Regions from separate parts of the Anas platyrhynchos genome. Here region 1 is linked to region 2. A link is a contact called in public Hi-C data. All regions are on one chromosome and are shown on one strand. The core of a region is the stretch at or near the end of the contact, and the rest is flanking DNA. Distances in the headings are between cores, read along the strand shown. Region 1 overlaps ZMIZ1 (zinc finger MIZ-type containing 1). Region 2 overlaps ZMIZ1 (zinc finger MIZ-type containing 1).

The links. A called contact is a pair of places that touch in the nucleus more often than the background predicts.
Region 1: a contact with region 2 is called in a Hi-C map of liver, with 2.2 times the contacts expected there. The contact joins two enhancer-like sites. A contact is called at or near these places in 2 of 8 Hi-C or Micro-C datasets (liver and skeletal muscle).

What each region holds. Positions count from the first base shown.
Region 1 is chr6:15,965,465-15,971,193 of IASCAAS_PekinDuck_T2T, forward strand. The region is part of intron 6 of ZMIZ1 (zinc finger MIZ-type containing 1); the gene reads right to left. Among named protein-coding and RNA genes, the nearest start is that of PPIF, 130 kb to the left of the region's middle. Within about 2 kb of position 1,742, at least 2 of the 8 cell types and tissues checked have an H3K27ac peak or open chromatin away from gene starts, as enhancers often do.
Region 2 is chr6:15,886,523-15,891,778 of IASCAAS_PekinDuck_T2T, forward strand. The region is part of intron 7 of ZMIZ1 (zinc finger MIZ-type containing 1); the gene reads right to left. Among named protein-coding and RNA genes, the nearest start is that of PPIF, 51 kb to the left of the region's middle. Within about 2 kb of position 2,314, at least 2 of the 8 cell types and tissues checked have an H3K27ac peak or open chromatin away from gene starts, as enhancers often do.

The DNA of each region.
Region 1 (5,729 bases), core at 492-2,991, 78 kb after region 2:
TAACTTGCGTATGCCATAATGTGGACCGCATTATTACCTGCTAAGTGCATAAAACTTCATTGTCCCATTCCCACTATCTTGGATATTGCATTACCAAATGATCAGGTTTCCCTATGCACATCTAGATTTTTCATCCTAAAATTTCTAATTTCACTTGCTCCTCTTCTAAATTCACTCTCTCACACTAATTCACATGCCAAGAATTCACCAGCTTTGTAGGCAGAGCAGGCAGACACTGTCCTTTTCCTCTGCTCTTATACTGTGACCTCCCCCTTCTTCATGCCCTATCTTTTTGCTGCCTTAGAAAAAGTAGTAGACCTATTTCAACTCTGTCATTGCTGCTGTTCTGCTTTGAAAAAACTAAACATATAAACACCTGCCAGAAGAATGGATGCTCTGATGTGCAGGACTGATGATTTTCAGTCTGGACACACTGAAAATACCATACTGTTTTTCACCATCCTATGCAGGCGGCAGTCGAGGTTTTTCTCGAGAAAGGGAGATTTACAAGTTTCAGAAAAGGCATCACTGAGAAATAATGCTTCTAGACACAAAAACTTTAAAGGTAGTTTTAGCAATTTGAACTTTGCTACGGAGGACAGCTGTTTTCGCATTCGTGAGCTTTCTCAAGCATAGCTTTGTATTTTCAATCTCTCTGTGACCTTTATAGGTTTATTGACCTCATGATAAGTAAAGAGTTTTGGACAGAGAGATGAAAGGCAGATAAAAACAGCACCTATGCAAATAAATATGACAATGGAACAATGATTCCTTAGGGACTTTTCCCCCTCTGTAGACTAAATGGCACCTGCAGATTAAATCGTTTCATGGGACTACGCATGTAATAAATACCAGATTGCTCCAAGTCTTTGGTATGTTTTCAAATCACAGTCCAAATATATTTACTTCACAATAGATACACATACCTTCCAGATCCTCTGTTTACTTTTATTTTCTTATCTAAAAAGTTCCTCTCCAGAATCATCTGTATCTCACGTGAACTGTCAGCCATGGGTCAGTATTAACCTTCTGGAGACTTTGAAGAAGTCTCCTGAGAGGTCCTTACCATCTTTATCTATACTTTAAGATGATCTGGTTGATTAAATGTGGGGTCACCCTCCGCCAATCTGAAAACATAACCCTCCCCAGACTCTCAGTCTTCCACTCTGTGAGGGAAACCATACATTTGTCACTGATGCACTATTATGCGAATTCTACCAAACCAAGAAGAAAGGAGGAACACACAACATACTTTTAACTGCAGAAGTCTGGCAGTCTGTAGTGCTGGCTGAACCAGAAGGGACTGTGCCAAGGACAGACGATGTAGTTAGGATTTCCTCTGTGTTTTTCTAACATCACCTTCAACGTCTCCTACTCCACACATTACAGGCAAAGAAAAATGCTGAAATGCCTATGCATACGTAGCTGCTCTCTAGGGATGCCAAAAACCACTCTGTTGTCCTCCAGAGGGGCTGGCTTCTGTTTAAAGCCCAACTCTTACCAAGGACTGTCCAGGAAGATTGGCTGCTAACTGTGCCCAGCTGACTGCTTTGCTCAGACACATGATTTGGGTTCTTATATCAGCAATAAATCCACTCAGTCTGAACTAAGTTTCAAGTTTGGCATGTGTCAGAGTTACCGTATAATCAATAACCAAAGAATCCCATTGAGCCTGCAACAGCAGTTTGATGATTCACCAAGCATGCGTCACAGCCGGACGGACTTTGCTCCCAGACACGATTCTTACTTCACACCATGACTTGCTTTTCCTTTAGAGGCACCGAATGGTTCTGCAGGGGAGCTGATCTCACTTACACAACACAAACAGGCAACACAACACTTCTTTCCACCCCCGCCAAGCAGATCAGCCCCTGGCTTCACCCAGCTGTTCGGATATACCCATGAGTAGCGCAGGGGCAGGAGCTCCTCCAGCTGTAGCTAGCGTACCGTCCTGCCACTGCCTTTCCTGCAGAGCATCTGCCTTCTTCTCTGGCACTGCAGGTTGGAGCCAATATTGGGGAAAAAATGAAATTAACACAGAATTTGCTCCACTCAAAAACTGTGACTTTACATGTGCATTTTTTCACACAATTAAGGGAAAACAGTCAACTCTATTTTTGGAAGAACATTTGTTTCTTACTGCTGTTCTCAATGTTGCTGGACTGCAATGCCAGTCTAACCTTTCTGCAGCTTACAACGATGCTCATCGTAAGAACCTGATATTTATCTAAACTGAGTAAAATTTTAAATCAGAATGTAAAAACAATTTCCTGTCCGATAAAGAATGTCAAAGGTCATAACAGAATGGAGAAAGGAAGTATACACAATTTTGGTTCTAATAAAAATCTACCCTAAGTCTTTGCTTTTGCTCTCAAGACAGGACAACAGTGATAACTCCAATTCCTTCTTGTTGTTTTTTGGTTTTGAGTCAGAGTTACTGTAGTTACTGCTAATTATTTGAAACAAACACACTTGGCTGTAATAGTAGGAGACCTTTAAAGCACAGTCCCTTTCTGCGTGCAGTGGTATCTGGCTTTTCAAGGACCACTAGGACCACTCCAACATTCCCAGTGGGAGGCAGCAACTGCTATAAATTTCCAACAATTTACATCTCCCAATCTCATTTCAGACCAGCAGTGAGTCATTTTTCACACTGAGAACCTAGAGGTCTCTCTGGTTCTCTGTCTTAATTGAAATTGCTTCCGTAGTAAATACACTAAATAATTTCATTTGTTTTTCCTATGATGGAAAGACAATATCTTCCAGAGTGAGCAAGATTAATGTCATTTGGGCCTGACCAGACAATCATAGGGGAGACTATCACACAAGAAGCAAATACCCTGCTTTGTACGCAGATGTTCATTTTTCAATTTATATCCTCGGGAGCAGCCCCTGTTCATCCTTCTATTATTAAGTGAGTTCAAAGCCAAGTCAGTAATATTTGCTTTTAAAAATATTTAAATTTATGTTTCCTGTGAGAACTCTCCTTAGAAGATGCACATTTTAAACCAGTTTGTGAACCCCAAAGTGAGAATCAGCATGCACGACTGCAGGTTGCTATCTACAAAGCCCTGAACAGGGCTCTGGGAAATGACAACACAGGCAGACAGGAGATATATAAAATCCCGTAACTTTTTCTGTCCACTAAAAATGAGTAACCCCAGCACACTTGGAATGCTGAAATTTCTCAAAGAAATAAGGAATATATTGAAGTTGGCTGCACTGAATCATTAGTTTGATCGCATTTTTCACAGAAGCTAAGTTTCTGCATGAAATACTAGTACTTGAAGTTTTGCTTTAAGTACAAAAGCGTGAGAGCGAACCTCTAAAATCAAGCAGATAGAGAAGAAAAAAACTCATACGTTTTTTGTGCACAGAAGAAATGCATATTCACAACAACAAAGCATAGGTACAACAGAGATACTTATTACATGGCCAGATAAGGCTCAAAGAGATTTGCTTATGACTCCATAATGTCCAGATGCCTTCTCACTTGATCATTTTTTTCCTTCCACTACATTATGAAATGCTATGAGCCTGGTCCCCCACAACACCTGTGTCTACAGAGGCATCTTAGAGGACCAGAGACATGTTCACTACCACAAACTTGTTTCTTGAACTTTGATAAAAGCTTCAATTAAGTCACAGAAATATGATTCAGAACAACCAAGTTTCTAATTTCAAATCCCCACCATTTGGGTTGTACTACTGTTGAGCTACTGAACTTCATGACAATTTTTTTGAGTGACATCTCTTTTCTTCCATGTATTCCTTAAGTCAGGTGTTACTGGTAACTGCTACAAAACAAGAGTTAGCATCTACAGATATATCAAGAATAGCTGAGGAAAAAGTGGATTTATTAGGATATTGAAAAAGAAAGTTCACAATGAGAAATAAATACCCTTGCAATTTTAATCAGATAATCAAAAAAAAAAAAAGAAAATGTTTACCTCAGCATCTGAAAAACCTGCAGATGAAACCCAATTTGACATTTTTTAAACAATTAATTAAAAACTGAAATAAGTTGAGACAAAAAAAAAACATAAAATGGAACTGATCTAGAAGCTTTATCAAACATGAACATTCCAACCTTTATTGAATTGCTCAGAAAAAGAGCACACGTTGTAAGGAACAATACTGCATTTGTTTGGGGAATATATTACTTAATAAGCACTCTTCAAATCCCTTTTCTGTTATTCCGTGGTCTTTCTCCTTGAATTCCCTCTCATGAAGAGGCACAAAGACTAATACAAATTAGAGCAATCTCAAAAGATGAATCCTTATGATTTGTTGATTATACTTACACTGATACTTAAATGAACACATTTTATCACACAGAACTTATTTGAATACCTTGCTATCAGCATATTTTAACAGGTGTATTTGAACATGAGCATTACAAAGGATGAAATGCTAAAACACTTGTTCAGTAAGGCTTCTCAGTACGGAAATTTCTCTGTGTAAGGAGACACATTGTATACAGTATCTTGTCTATTAACCAGCATGTTTCATAATAAAACTGTCCTTTCTGGAAAATTAGGAGCAAGAACTCTTAAGAGCTGCCTGCACGCTGCAGACCAACTGGCAGGAATTAGAAATGGATCTGGAATTTTGACCCATGCAATGGCAATTTTATTTAGGGATAGAATTGGCTGACCTGGAGCCAGTTTGATGGTCTGATCCGTTCATACAGTTCATGCTTTTGGTCATTCAGTCGACCAGCAGCACAAAGCTACCAGCACCTGTGGAAACTGCTGTTCTCATAGCTGGACTTCTCAGGAACTTCTCTGAATGCCTTCAAGACACATACCCGATAAAAGCCCTGGCAGGGAGGTACATTTGGATGCACTGCAGCTCAAAAAGGAACACACTCAGGACTGCTTGCTGTACACTGAAGAAAAGGTAAGTTTGCGAGGGGCAAATGCCATTCTGAAGACTTAGCTTTCTGCTTTCCTATGAATACACGTATTTTTCATAGCTGCCTTCCTTCATACTTTGTGACTTAGCTCATGTTCAGAGGGACAGATGCATTACCCCAAACACCAAAAAATACAAGATCAAAATTCACACAGAGACCAACCTCTGGTTTGTATATACTTATATGTATACATATGTATATTATATGTATACTTATATAACTGAATTATATATAATTCAGTTGCTCTGAGCACATATGGGGACCCTTCAGCAGAAGACAGAAAACATCAGTAGAAACCAACATAAATCTTCTGTGGAGAATGCCAGTTCCAATCCAAGTGAAAGTGTGTTGTGCTCACCAGGAAAAGATGCTTCTCAGGAGCCACACAATGAGGTAATTCACTATACACTTCAAATCCTCAGCAAAGTGAGCATTCAGGGGGACTTATGAGCCTCATGAAAATCCCAAGCACAGAATAAGAAAACAACAGAGCTATCTTGTTGCTACAGTTGAGTCTCTGCAATTTTCCTAAGTGCTACAATAAAGGCGGTAGCACAAAAACATTCCAACCCAGTGACAGAGTTTTACTGCTACATCTCTCAAAAGTCAAAATTAGTACCATGGTAACAAGGACCTGCCAAATGGCAAAAAGAACAGGCCAGATAAAGCACCTGATATTTTGGCTAGACAGAAAAAAGCGGCAGCAACTCAGTCATGCAACCTCATTTATAAACACATGCGCAACAGTGATTGCCAAAAATGAATTTCTATTTCAGCAAAATAGTATCTGTTGCCAATCTATTGATAATGA
Region 2 (5,256 bases), core at 1,064-3,563:
TCAGCATGCTAGAAAATCAACTGCAGATATACAACACATCTTTCAGATAAATATGTGGATGAGAGGATTGGATTTTTCCATTAGCTTTGTCCACAGATACAAGCAAGCATTTCTTACAGTTCTTTTCACAGGAAAGCTTTAATGGTGGCAAAACGAACACAGGATATGTACACATCTAGCGTAATTAATGAAATATGTTAACACCTATGAAAGTAACTATTAATCCCATCACTGTAAAATACATGCCTATTTTAGATTTGTTTGTTCTCATATTATTAACTTGTAAATTAAATTTCTATTTGCATATATGTACACATATACACACGTGATCTTTCCTCCTCTAGATATAAGCCATTCAATAAGTACACATTGCTCTTTCATTTTCAAAAGGCCTTGATTTCTATTTTGTATCAAGAATGGCATTTTTCCTTGGATTGCCAACTACTGCTGGAATTCTGTACGGGACTACCTTGCCTGAAGAGCCCCCACAGGCTCTCTGAGCTCTGTATCCGAGCGCTTCTAAGCCCGCACCATCAAGTCCATCTCAACTACTCGCACAGCAGCTGGCGAGACAAACGGCCTGCCAGCGTCCTAACAAGGGCTTGTGGCAGACAAGGCAGGTGACTCGCCCATGTTCCCAGACAGCACTCCAGGCTTGGACCATTCCTCCTCCCTTTTCTGCTACCAGCCAAAACAAGGGACTGTGTATGTGTTTGCTCTTCAACCTGCCTATAAAATCCAGTGTAAATCATTTAAGAATAGCAATCACATTGCACAAAGACGTGTTCCCCCCTTTAAAAAAATCTGCCGATGTCCAAAGTGACCAATAATCGAGTAACAGCAATAGCAACTAAGTTAAAATGAAATAACATTTTACAAACAACTAGCAAATGCCAAACAAATTCGGTATCGCTGTGTCAGCACAACAGCGTTGTGTTAGAACGTAACTACGAATTTAAACTGACCTATTTGTTTCAAAATACCTGAATTGAATTAAGCAATAATGGAATCACAAAAAAATGAATGAATTAAATTAGGGAAAAGAGTAATTTCCCCTAACAAATAATTAGGGAAAATTAATGAAAAACATTAATTCTATATGAGATGCTTGACAGGCAATGTTTACCTTGACAGCATGCATATAAAACAATGTGTGAATAAGGGCATATTTAATGCGGTGCAATCTGCAAGTCCTCTCAGCCCATTTTTCTTTAAAATACTTTCTTTCAGAAGGCTGAAGATCTTCCTAATCTCATTCAGAGGCTCAGACAATGGCTTCAGTGACTAACATTTGCAAGTGACGCAAGGTTTCAGCAAGTCCCCTCTGTCAGCATGGAGATGAATGATGACTAACCCAGAATTTGTGACTGCTATGAAGCTCTCCTCTTTTTTTCCTGCTCTAAATGATGCCTCTTTCTTTATTTTCTTCTCTGACGGTTTTTGCCGATGTCTGCTCTATGTTTTTTTTTTTTAGGTATTTATGGCACATATGGGTGCCTGTATACTTTGATGACTGCAAAGAATATCTTGCCGTGACATAAGCAGTTAAAGGACTCACTGCAGCCATTCCTCTATATTCCCTAATGAGGTGCTGCTAACAAGTAATAAAACCTGAGGGACAAAGCAAATATTTTGTAAGTGTAGGAGTAAATAAGAAGGGTAGGGACAGGCAGGGACCAAACCACAAAGTCACTGAAGGTGATTCTACTGCAAATATGCCGTATGGCTTGTGTACACGCTCAGACTTTGAGCTAGTGATGCCTTAGCCTGCTGTTACAAAGTTGTACCCGTTTTTTCACTGTCTCCAAAGTATGTTTCTCTTTTCCGTTCTCCTTTACAGTACACAGAAGAAAATTCATATATTATTTATCCAACTGTAGAGTCAGAGCATTTGTTTAGTGGAAGGCTGCACTGGGTTCTCAAAGACTATGCAGTCACTTTATCCAATTACAAAGAGCTAATCACTCAATTTTTACGTTATTACAGTCAAGTGACACCTCAAGAAGCCAAACTGTTGATAATATTATGGAAGTCTCCAGCACAGGAAATCCAGCATAACACATGAAAGCCAAAAAAGAAGACTGGGCATAGCTTTGTTGAGAACTATTCATTTGCCATGCACGCTGAATCACACGACTATTACATTGTCCAACATAGGACTTAGCTTTAAATCACAGACAACATTAGCGTCAGAAATTCTGGCAACTCTGAAATAGTGGCGGATGTGCCTTGCAGAACAGCAACTTATACAGCTAATATGCACTTACTGAGCCAGGCCTCCCTTCACACACATTTCACTTCCCCTACCCCAATGAGAAACACATGGCATTCTCCTGGTTCGCATTCCTCAGCACGGTACTCAGGTTATCGCCCACTCATTACACGTGTGTTTGAGTACGACTTTTGCCACGCTGGGTGCAGTACCTGCCGTGCCTCCACTGGGTGAACTGCTCTGGTTTTAAGCAGTACACATGCTGGAGCATGCGTCACTTAGCTACAGGATTACTTGCCCTTCCACTTCTCCACCCTTCTAACTCACGTTTCTGTCCTTAGACAACCCAAAGGAATTCTCTTGCCATCAAAGGGAAATCCATTTAAGTACTGTATTGAAACGTGACCAATCCAATTCTCTTTTGCTAAAGAACTTTCTGCTGTTACTCTACAGAGCTGCAAATTGCTCTGAAGTCCCTTTCTTGAAGCTTGAAAATGGCAGCCAATAGGGACAGAAGCCTCAACATCTCCAGCCAAAGCGACGTGCTGCCCACAACATTGTTCCTGTTGAACGGTACAAGGGTAATTAAGTCTCTCACTACACCCTGGAGGGCAGTGAGTCAGTTTGGGCTCAGCTGGAGTCCACTAAAAGAGTATTGACTAAATTTATAATAGTGTTAATGAACCTATGCATACTACTGGTCAGCATTGAAGGCCAAACAGCAGAGGAACTCATAGAGCAAAGAGGAAGAGATGAAGGGAAAATACTTCCCAAACTATGAGGAAGCAAAGCTGTGATCAAGGCATAAGGAGGAAAGATTTCTGAGCTGCTAGCAAACGCACAGAAACCACTGGTAATACAGCACGAATGTCAGAGAGGTACACTGGTAATTAGGTCTTAACAGCTTCTCTTAATCCCAAAGCTAGAAAAACAGAACCAAACAGATAGCCAACCTCTTTGGAATAGTTACAGGCTTCATGTCAGGCAGCAACTGTCAGCTAATTCTAATAGAAGTTGCTTCACAGAAAGTAAGCTCCACATAGTAAATTAAAGCTAGGGAATTACCATAACTCACACATGATTTGTAGCATTATTTGAAAATGCTGCACTTTAAATATGTTTACGTAACTGAAACTACAGTTATCATTAAAGCAATTGTATGTGTATCTAATACTCTGTTTACGTATCTTCATTGATTGAGGAAGGAGAGATTCAGACTGTTTAGTGAAGTACACATCCCGAGAGAAATGGTATTTTTACATAATGTGGAGGAGGGTAAAACTGGAGTAATATCTTCCTGGTGATTTTCCGCATCACTTGTTGAGAAGGCCAGGTGTCTAAACTGCATTTGTAAAGCATTTCTCCCTGTCTAAAGCAGAGAAAATCTATCAACTACCGCAGAAAAGCACCAGATGTTGGCTTTCTCAAAAAATCTTTTCACTCCAAGCACTGACATCAAGTTTCACAGAACTGGGCTTTCAGCAACTACTTTTTGCTGCTTACCCTCAACCCAACTTCACAGTTTTGCAGTGATCCTTAGTGCTTCTGAAGCGCCGCCACTCCACCTGACTGGTGGCCGACACACGCAGGCCACACAGTCCTCTAAAGCTACTAAAAGCATCCCAGCTTCCTCAGCCGACACCAGTACGAGCAGGTCGTTACTAGTGTGACACTGACTGTCATCTCTCAGGTGTCTTCTCATGCAACCCGCACACCTGAAGCGAGGAGCATGCACGTGGTGACAGGGAGTGAAATTCCGAGCTGTAACTGGGCCAACACGCCTTTGCAGTTACGTGTAGTCACGAGTCAGGACAGCCCACACACAGACCGGGCCCCACACTCCCGACTTGTTCTTAGCCTCTGGCAAGTGGCGGATCTCCCGGTCCATGCCTCTGCCCCTGTGGGAGTGCGGGTGTGCAGGGTGCCGAGCACCCCGTGGCTGTATTCTTGGCTGGAGCCTCTAGGTGACACTACTTTAATACAAACTAGCACATGATTTCCAAACAGGACTCCATGCTCCTGTCTCTCACCTCTTCTCTCTAAAATCCCATTCATCTGCAATGAAAACCAAAACCAAAAACCAAATCCCACAATCAGAACAGGAAATGAAGCTCTTTTTAAGTCTAGTGTTGATACTTGCATTTCATGCCCTGTATTATCTCACAAATTATGCAGCTTTACTTACTTTCATCCAGGTTTAGTTTTTGTTTTACTTGGGTTTTTCTCATATGAACACCATGCATGTAGCTTTAATTATTAATACAGATTCATTCAGCAATCCTTCTCAATTAGGGCACCACCATAAACTAATTTTAAGCTTACTCTAAGAAAAACAGTGTTTCGCATAGCACCATGCATATACTCAATTCAAATGGCCTTTTCAGTGAGCTGATGTTACGGAATAGGCATGAATTTCATCACATCTCCGTTATTTTCTTATCAGCATCAACAAATCCCCCAACCCTCTTTAAAAATAAAATCACAAGAACAGGTGTAACACTATTAGCAGTTACCTACAACACTAGAACGCTCCAGGAAGGACTTCAGCAAAGTTTTCCCATTTCAGTAAGCTAGCAGGCCCTGACAACCTATTTGCAAATAACAGATGAAGTGGAAATTTTTATTTATTTCTGTTCAAATTTCCACTTAACTATACTTGGTCCTGACTACTACTTTGGAGAAGCAATGTGACACCAGAAAACCAAATTTAGTTGCTCCTTACTGGCAATCAGAAACATTTCAGAAATGTTTTTTTTTTTTTTTTTTTTTTTAAAGAACACCACACATTTAGACACAAACAACTAACTTCTCATTTTCATTGATTTTTTTTTCCCCCAGGGGAACAAAACCAATTCCTCACCAACTTAGATATATGCATCATCTTCAAACAGCTAACATGTTCAGCTGAAACGTTTCAACGTAAACATTCAAAGCTAGCTTACAACACAACACCTATTTTTAGTTTAGTTCACAGATATCGAAAAACATTATTATTAACATCTTTTTTATCACAAAAAAAAATAATCAAGGTATCACTTGACCTT